2 separate regions of the Mus musculus genome follow, and region 1 is linked to region 2. A link is a contact called in public promoter capture Hi-C data. All regions are on one chromosome and are shown on one strand. Each heading gives the region's core, a stretch centred on a gene start, on an enhancer-like site or on the middle of the called end of the contact. The rest is flanking DNA. Distances are from core to core; before and after follow the strand shown. Region 1 holds the start of 4632428C04Rik (RIKEN cDNA 4632428C04 gene). Region 2 holds the start of Mb21d2 (Mab-21 domain containing 2).

The links. Promoter capture Hi-C pulls out the DNA fragments that hold promoters and counts their contacts.
Region 1: a contact with region 2 is called in a promoter capture Hi-C map of hippocampal neurons, with 6 times the contacts expected there. The contact joins the promoter of 4632428C04Rik here to the promoter of Mb21d2 in region 2. A contact is called at or near these places in 2 of 39 promoter capture datasets (hippocampal neurons and liver).

The regions. Positions count from the first base shown.
Region 1 is chr16:30,006,203-30,010,188 of GRCm38.p6, reverse strand. It overlaps 4632428C04Rik (RIKEN cDNA 4632428C04 gene), which reads right to left and starts at 1,522. Exons shown (of 3, transcript NR_033631.1): 1 at 1,459-1,522.
Region 2 is chr16:28,927,490-28,931,650 of GRCm38.p6, reverse strand. It overlaps Mb21d2 (Mab-21 domain containing 2), which reads left to right and starts at 1,953. Exons shown (of 2, transcript NM_177718.3): 1 at 1,953-2,198. The coding sequence starts at 1,988.

The DNA of each region.
Region 1 (3,986 bases), core at 273-2,772, 1.1 Mb before region 2:
GTGGGATAACCTGAACTACATCTAGACACCGAGGTGACATTTACAGGTCCCAAACTTCTGGCAGATGGTTTCACCTAAGTCTCTTTAATGATAAACCAGGTGCTGGGTGTGGTGGCACGCTCCTGTAAGTTTCAGGGTCAACCTAGGCTACATTAGTAAGACCCTGACTCAAAAAAAAAAAAAAAAAAAAAGCGCGAACTTTGAACCTTGGTCTGTGGGACCTTCAAGTCTGATGAAAGCTGCGGGCTTGTGTGGTCTCAGAATAGGTAGATGCAGATCGGGGTGGGGATGCACGCAGCAACAGCTGCAGAAGTCATGTAGAGTTCACACACGCCCAAGGGAAGCCAAGGTTGGAGTGCTCAGCCTTCCCATGGGGACAACACCCACCACAGTCACAGTCCCCCGCCTTTTTTAAAGTGTGTGGTTATGTGGGTGTGCATTTGTCCGCGCAGGCTTCCAGCTGTTTGCTTCTATCTGTACAACGACTGCCAGAAGGAACTGCGACCTAGACTTTTGATCCAGTCAATAAACACACGGGAGCTGGGCCTGGCCACAGTGGTCAGACTCAGAAGCGAGACTCTAGATGAAGGGACAGTAACGATAAAAGCCTTCCCCTCACCCCTCCAGTCTTTCTGGCAGTTCGTGTCTGAATCTAAAAGCCAGAAGTGGCACCGTCTCTAACGAGCAACTTCTCTGGTTTTCTGCTTTGTAACTAGGAGCATCACCAGGAGTTTGAAGCCACAATGAATTCAGACTAGTTTGGATTACAGATACCCCCTCCCCCCCCCCCCCCCCGGTCTAAAAAAAGCAAAGAACGCACAAGGAACACAGGGTGTGTAGGTATCCGCCGTGGTGATGTATCCCCCACCCCTCTGTCCCCCCTCAATGGACAAGCATCGGAGCCTCTGCTGCTGTACGCCTAGGTAGCCAAGGGTTAACCGGCGTCCCCCTCCCCCCTCCGCCCCCGCCGGGCTGGGCAAGGCGGGAAGGCGGCGCGCCGGGTGCCAAAGTCGGAACCTGCTCTCGGCAGCTCCCCGCGCTGCCTTGACTCACCGCCAGGCCTGGCGCGGCCGCCGGCTGTGGAATGTGTGAGCGCCATGTGTCACCGCCCCAGACTGTGGGAAAACGCTGCTCCGCTCACCTCCCAGCAGCTGGCCCGCGCCCGCCCGCCCGGGAGCCGGGAAACAGGAGCCGCCCGCCTGGGAGGCCGCCCGGGGCCACTTCCGAGCGCGCGCCGCCTCTCCGCCCACACGCCGGTCCCTGCCGGCGACCCGGGGCTGCGGCGCCACCCGCAGCGAGTGGCCCAGCACGCCCTTCTTTTGCCCCCGCTGGCCTTATGCATCCTCCTGCTCCACCAGGCCGGCCTTAGACACAGAGAGCCCCTGTTCTGAGAGCTCCTGGGCGGTGACCTCTTTCCGGGAAAGGGCCAGAGAACTGAGGGCTATGCAGGGGACTGACCTCATGGGGTTGTGTGACAGCTCCAGTCTGGACCTTGCCAGCCCTGAACAGGAGGTTCCACTCTGCCTGACCCTTCCCCCGGAGAGCTAGGCAAGAGCCCTGCACCTCAACGCGGGGGCAGCCTCCCCTCTAGTCATTGGATGAGAGTCACATGGGTCCAGAAGTCAGCCAGGGACAAGGTTTCCAATGCCTAGCCATGCAGGGAGATGTAGGCAAAGTCACATTCTGGGTGGCAGCCATGCAAGACTGGAGACAGCGCAGTGCACCTTGTTCCGAGCCTGGCTCTCCACTCCGTGGCCAAGTGTCTCTTCAGCCAAGGCTCCTTGTGGTGTCGCTGCCTTCCAGGGCAGTTGGGACGAAATCAGATGGGGGTGGGGGCAAACCTCGGGGTCCAGGGATCCAGGGTCTTCACCTAGCATCAGCCTCTGCTGCTTTCTGAGGGGTCGAGGTGTGTGTGTGTGTGTGTGTGTGTATGCCACCCCCGTAGGAGGCTCGGGACCTGGGTGGGGTCTCTGCTGTACCCAGCTCTCCTCCAGCATGATCTGTTTCTGTTTTTTCTCCCTGCCTGTTCTTCACAGTGGGCGATGAGGTCTCACTTCTGTGGTTCTTCCCAGGCTAACCTAATCCAGTTCAACAGCTGCCTCTCCTGAAGTCCCCATGCACTTGATTTCTGTCCCCGCTCTGTACCGGTCATGGCCTGCCTAACTAGTCTTTCTCTCTCCTGCAACTTCTTATTCAAAGACGGGCTACCCTTCTATGTACCCCCCCCCCCCCATGAACAACACTGAATTCTGCATGTGACAGCCACTCTGCAGATTGAGTGCACCCCCACATGAACACTTGTCAATACCATTTATCACAGGTTCAGAACCTCATTGCCCAGACATGTGACCTCGGTCAGGCTAATCTTGCCATCTCAAATCTCTCCCCTCACCTGCAGAACATAAATCTGAGTAGGGTGTGGTGCCACAGGCCTATGATCCCAGCACGTAGGAAGCAAGAAGATCACAAGTTTGAGGCCAGCCTCTGCTTTCTATTGGGGAATCTAATGAAGAAGAGAGGGAGGAGGAAGAAGAAAAGAAAAAAAGGGGGAAAAGAATGCATTCGGTGGTATTTGGTGCGCTATAAGCTTTGAATAATGAAACTCCAGTTAACGACAGGATGCATCATGGCAGTGGTTCTCAAAAGAGTATGTCATCTAGTGACACCTTACCCATCTTACTTTGTATAAGTGCACTCTATGAAGTTCCCATAATGATAAGGTCAGTGAGAGATCCCTGTCATTAATCCATATACAATTGCTAAAATACCATAGACTGGCGGCAGACATTGACTGACGCCCAGTTCTGGATGTTGAAGTCAAAGAATAAGGCACAGGTGACTCAATTCCCCTGAAGTCCCTCTTCCTTGGCTTATAGGCAGTTTGTAGATAGTCTTCGCTTTTTGTGGATTCTTCTTTTTCCCATCCTTTATTCCTCCACCCCCTTTTCACTACCTATCACTAGATAAGAAGGAAAGGATAAAGGGGAGACAGAGATCCTTGAATCTAATTCTTTCCTTTTGTTTCTTCTCTGAGTATGAGAAAACTGCATCCAAAACCCCACCCACCCTGCCTATTGTGGCTCTAGCATTTACATACCCTCTGAAAAGTTCCCAGAATTCCAGAGGTCACACAACTGCAGAAATTGTCTGCAGCTGGCAAAACTGTGCCTCTGTTAGGGCACGAGGAAATCACGTCAGCTGCTGCAGACAATCTGAAGCAGCCCCACAGCCCCACACTGGGATTAAAACAAGAACACTTTCTCATAACATTTCTGTGTTATTTAAAGAATCTGAAATTCCAGAATTGTCGCCACAGCAGCTACTTTCTCTGTGTCCTCCCATGGCAGAGGGCTCGATCATGCCTTTTTATAAGGACACTAGCCCTGTTAGATGGGGGATACTGTTCTTAAGACCTCAAACGGTTTCTACAAAGATCTGCTTCCGAATACTGTTACGTTAGGGGTTAGATTTTGACTTGTGTTTTCAGGAGAGAGTTCAGTCCACAGCAGTAGACCTAGGTGGGTTCCAAGAAGCAGATGCTGAAGCCGATGTGTGTTTGGCCTGCTTGGTGCCAGAAATATGGGCATAAATAGAGGCCAGAACTAGCAAGCATCAAGGGGCAAGCATGTTTGTCTTGGAAGACTGCTGTGAGGGAAGTCAATTAAAAAAAAAAAAGGGATGCTACAGATTCTGCAGAAATTGGGATGCTGGGTTTGTAGTGTGACATTGTGACATGCCTGAAAACAGCTGGAGAAAGTGAGGGGCAGGGCGTGGAAGAACAAGTCTTTGGAATGGTGTGGCCACACCAAAGCTGTGGGAATGCTTCCAAGGGCACAAGGCACAGGAAACCTAGTTCCAATACACAGGTGGGAAAACTGAGGCTGGGTAAAGTCAAGCGATCAGCCAGGGCTTACCTAGTAGTTTGCAGGAACCGACGAGTCAGATGTGGCTCTTGTCTGATTCCATGGTGGGCGATGAACTTGCTA
Region 2 (4,161 bases), core at 704-3,203:
AGTTAACTCACAATGTGGGACTTGCAATAACAATGAGAAGGCAAGCTGGAGTCATAGGTGTCACATGCAAGCTTCTGTTAAGAGTGCAACAGGGTTGCTACTCAGCTGTGGGGGCAAAGGTTGTGCCTGGCCTGGAGTAGCTATCAGAGCAAGAAAGGATGAGGTTGGCCTTGGTTGGGCTTACAGAACAGAAAGAAGAGGCAGGGAAATTCCAGGGGAGGATCTTTACAAATCTGTGTTTTGTAAAGATCCTGTGGGAGGGGCTGGAGAGATGGCTTAGCAATTAAGAGCACCTGTTCTTGTAGTAGAGGCCCTGTGTTCAGCTCGCAGCATCCATAGGGCAGCTCACATTTGTCTGGAACGTTAGTTTCAGGAGAACTGATGCCCTGTTGTGACCTCTGCAGGCACCAGGCAACAATGCAGTGTATGTAAATGCAGGGACACACACACACACACACACACACACACTCACCCCAGGACCCTAAAGTTTGTATCAACAGTGGAAGCTGATACAGCTAATGGCTACTTAACATGCTACTTAACGTGTCATTCTTTATAATAAATGGTGTCCGTCCAGTCTTATCTCACCTAATTCTTAAAGCAGCCTATGAAGATGTAATGGTTATCCTATTCACATGGGTAAGTATGGCAGGGCCTGGATGTCCAGGTCTTACAAGGTAATGTGAGTTTTCAGTGATGAGAACTCAGGTAAGAAAATTAAAGGGGCCGATAGGACCACAGGCTGGGATAGAGGACAGTTCACCATTGTTCCTAGGGGTCCATAGGCCTCCTTAAGTGTGTGAATCACATGAACATTAAAACCACATCTGCCATTTGGTCTTGATAAACTAGACTTGGACTACAGCAGTCTTGTCTTGAAAACCCTAGTTCCAGTGGGGACATGGGTGAGGGTGAGGGCTAAGTCCCAGGACTCATCCCAGTCATTCCGGTCTGGCTAATAGCGAGTGCTCAAATTCTATTTGCCAAAAGGGAGACTCCCTCTCCCACTCCCATCTTCCTTGTACCCTGGGGCAATTCATTGTTTTCCTTCCCCCACATTCCGCATTTGGATTCCTATCTGTCTGAGAGCAGGTTGGCTCTCATTAAGGCACTATATGTTAAGTTGAATGAGCTGTTACCCAGGCAAACTAATTACCAAGGGCAAAGGTAAGGAGGATACTTGAGTGGTTAATTGGAAGTATCTATACGCGGCATGACTGGCACCCCTTCTTGATTCGCTGATTTTATCATTCTAGGCGACAAAGGACAGAAGGTACATTTTATATTTTTCCACCAAGCAAAGGTACTAAAGTTCTCGGGATGGACATTGGAAAGGCGCCCACAGACACGTTTTCGCCCGGGACACCGCCCTAAGATCAGAGTAGGAAGACTCCTTTCTCCTTGGATGCGCTTGGCAAGCCCTGCCCCTAAAGAGGGGCGGGGGTGGAGGTGGAGAAAGAAAGCGTCCACACCACGCGCGTCAGCCCGAGTACGGACTGGCAAGTGATCCGGGCGCGCGAACCTCTGCCATTTATTTATTTATTTTCTTCCCACCGGGTGCGCTGTCCCTTTAAATGGGAATGCTGCTGCTGCTGGCTCCGTAACACCGGAGCCGGCAGCTTGTTGATTTCAGCGCTGGTGAATTTCACATTGTTTCCACTTCACTTTCCTTGCCCCCGGGGAGGCTCGAGTCCACTCCCGGACGCCGCCACCGATCCCGGCAGGACTCGAGGAGGGCAGGGGCCCGCAGCGGCGCAGCGGGCGGGGGCGGGAGGACCGGGGGCCGGGGCCACACGCGCACCTCGCCGCAGTCGGGCTCCTCCCGCGAAGGAGCGCGGCCGCCCCGAGCGCAGCGCGGCGCGGGGCCCGTCCAGAAGCCAGCCCGCCCACGGGCCGGGCTGCCCAGCCGCGCCGGGAGGCCGGGGCGGGGTGGGGGGCGGGGGTGGGTGCCGCGGCCGCCGCGGAGCCGCCGCTCGGCGCGTTTTGCATGAAGATGGCGGCTCCCACCGCCAGCAAGGCAGCCTCCCTGGGCTGCAACAACAAGCCTGCCTTCCCGGAGCTGGATTTCAGGTCTGGAGCTCGGGTGGAGGAACTGAACAAACTCATCCAGGAATTCACCAGGCACGACCAGCGGGAATACGACGACCAGAGAGCGCTGGAGATCCACACTGCCAAGGATTTCATCTTTTCCATGCTGGGTAAGGAGAACGGGGAGGATGTGTGAGTATGCGTGTGTGCGCGGGTGTGATGGAGCGGGTGGAAGCTATGGTCCCCGCTCTGGCGTTTGCCCGGGGTGTCACCCCTGGTTCCGTGAGGTCCCCTTTCCTCTCCACCGCCAGCTCAGCTGCCCCCTCCGCTCCTGCCTGCTGCGCTCGGCGCGGGGTGCCCCTCTCCTTCCCGATCGCCCGCTCTTTTGTTGGTTCCTCGGCCGCGGGGCTGGCGGGCAGGTGAGGCGGCGGCGGGAGACGCCTCCCGGCTTGGGGAGTCCCCAAGCGGCTCCGGCCGGCTGACACCGGCTCTCCTGCAACCCCGGGCGGCCGTGGTGGAGGCCGACCCGTGCTGGAGCGACAAGTTGCTTCTGTCGTGGTTGCGGCGCGGCGCTGTCACGCCGAGCCCCGGGTGGCCAAACTTGTTGGGTGTTCCAGAGTAACCCGCGGAAGTAGTCCGGGCGCCCGGAGTTGCCTCCAACTTTGATTTGCAAATCGACTTCCCTTTGAAGGGGTCGGAAGCATTTCCGGTGCTTCTCCGGGTTGTTGCTGAGCTGGAATTCCTAATTCCTTGCTTGAACACGACCAAGCTCAGAGCTCTGGCCGCGGAGGAGCGCTGTCCCCCTCGTCTTTGTGTATTGTCCTACTGATGGCTAAGAGGTGCTCAAGTTTCCCACTCTGGGCAGCCCTGGGTTAGAAAAATTTCTCCCACCGTATCCCCCAGCTCTTCACCGACGGGTCTGGAAAGATGAAGAAAAATAATGGGTTCCGGGGATCCAACCCTATCCCTGGCGTCCTGCGGTGGGATTATTGCTTCTGAGTTGTAGAATGAGCATCCGCTGCTGGGAGCCTCGAGTGTGTAGCGCTGTCATGCAGCAGTGGTGGCCCCGTGGTTTACATTCAGCAGGGCTGGACTGGAGGAGCCTTGCTCTCCAAAGGTTTCCACAGTCAATTTTTCAGATAGTGGTAATTGTGATTGACAAAGGCCTTTTAACTACAGGACAGAGTCTTTGCATTCTCTTGGGATCTAACGAGATTGCACTGTTGTTTCTTCCTACCTTATTCCCTCCAGATACCTTTTCTTGCCTCTCTTAGCTCAAGTCGAAGTGATACCGATTGAATGTGGTCCACTGGTCCTCTGAAGAATTAAGCAAGTTGGATGGGCCGTGTTAAACGCGGGAGTATGTTTTCTTTCTCCTGCTCACTCCACACGTATATTCTAGGTATTCTAGGTGGGGAATGTGGTTGAAAGATCCATATTTGGATGTTTGACTGTTTAATTGAATTATTATTTTAATTCACGATGTGGTGGGAGTCAGCTTTCAGAAAGGAGTGTAAAAGCCCTTACAAAGCCCTCCATATCTTAGAACCAAACCAGTGATTGTCAGAAAGACGGGTGTTGGGGGTGGGGTTAGGCGCGCACACAGAAAGCTCAAGGCAGTTATTTAAGTTGCTTAACCATGGTCTTTCTCTTTGGCATAGCTAACCACTGCCTGCCATTATGGTATATTAGCCCCCCACCCCCACCCCCTTGTCTGTGTGTAGAGATAGTGGTGAGGAGAGTCATGGGAGGTGATGGGGAGAGTAAGTTTAAATGCCTGGCTCAATGGGGACTTGTGCACGGTCCCTTCATCCGATACAGTGAATTAGTCAGGTCTTAAGTCACATACAAAAGGTAAATTATTCCAGGGCACTTAATTTATGCGTGTGTTTAGTGTCACCAGTGGCACTGCCGACAGGTAAACAAGATTTGCTTCCCTCCCTTCTCAGTCCTTTGACCTTGGAAGGGTTGCTTTCCCTCCCCTGGGACTTTGGCATTTCCACCTGCCGGAGAGAGACTTCAAGAGTAGCATCTAAGCCCTTTGCCCCTCTGGGTACTACCGGGCAGATGGCGAAATGAGCTTGCCTGTGTGTGGTACTGCATTCATTTTCGAATCCCTTGGTTTCCTTTAAT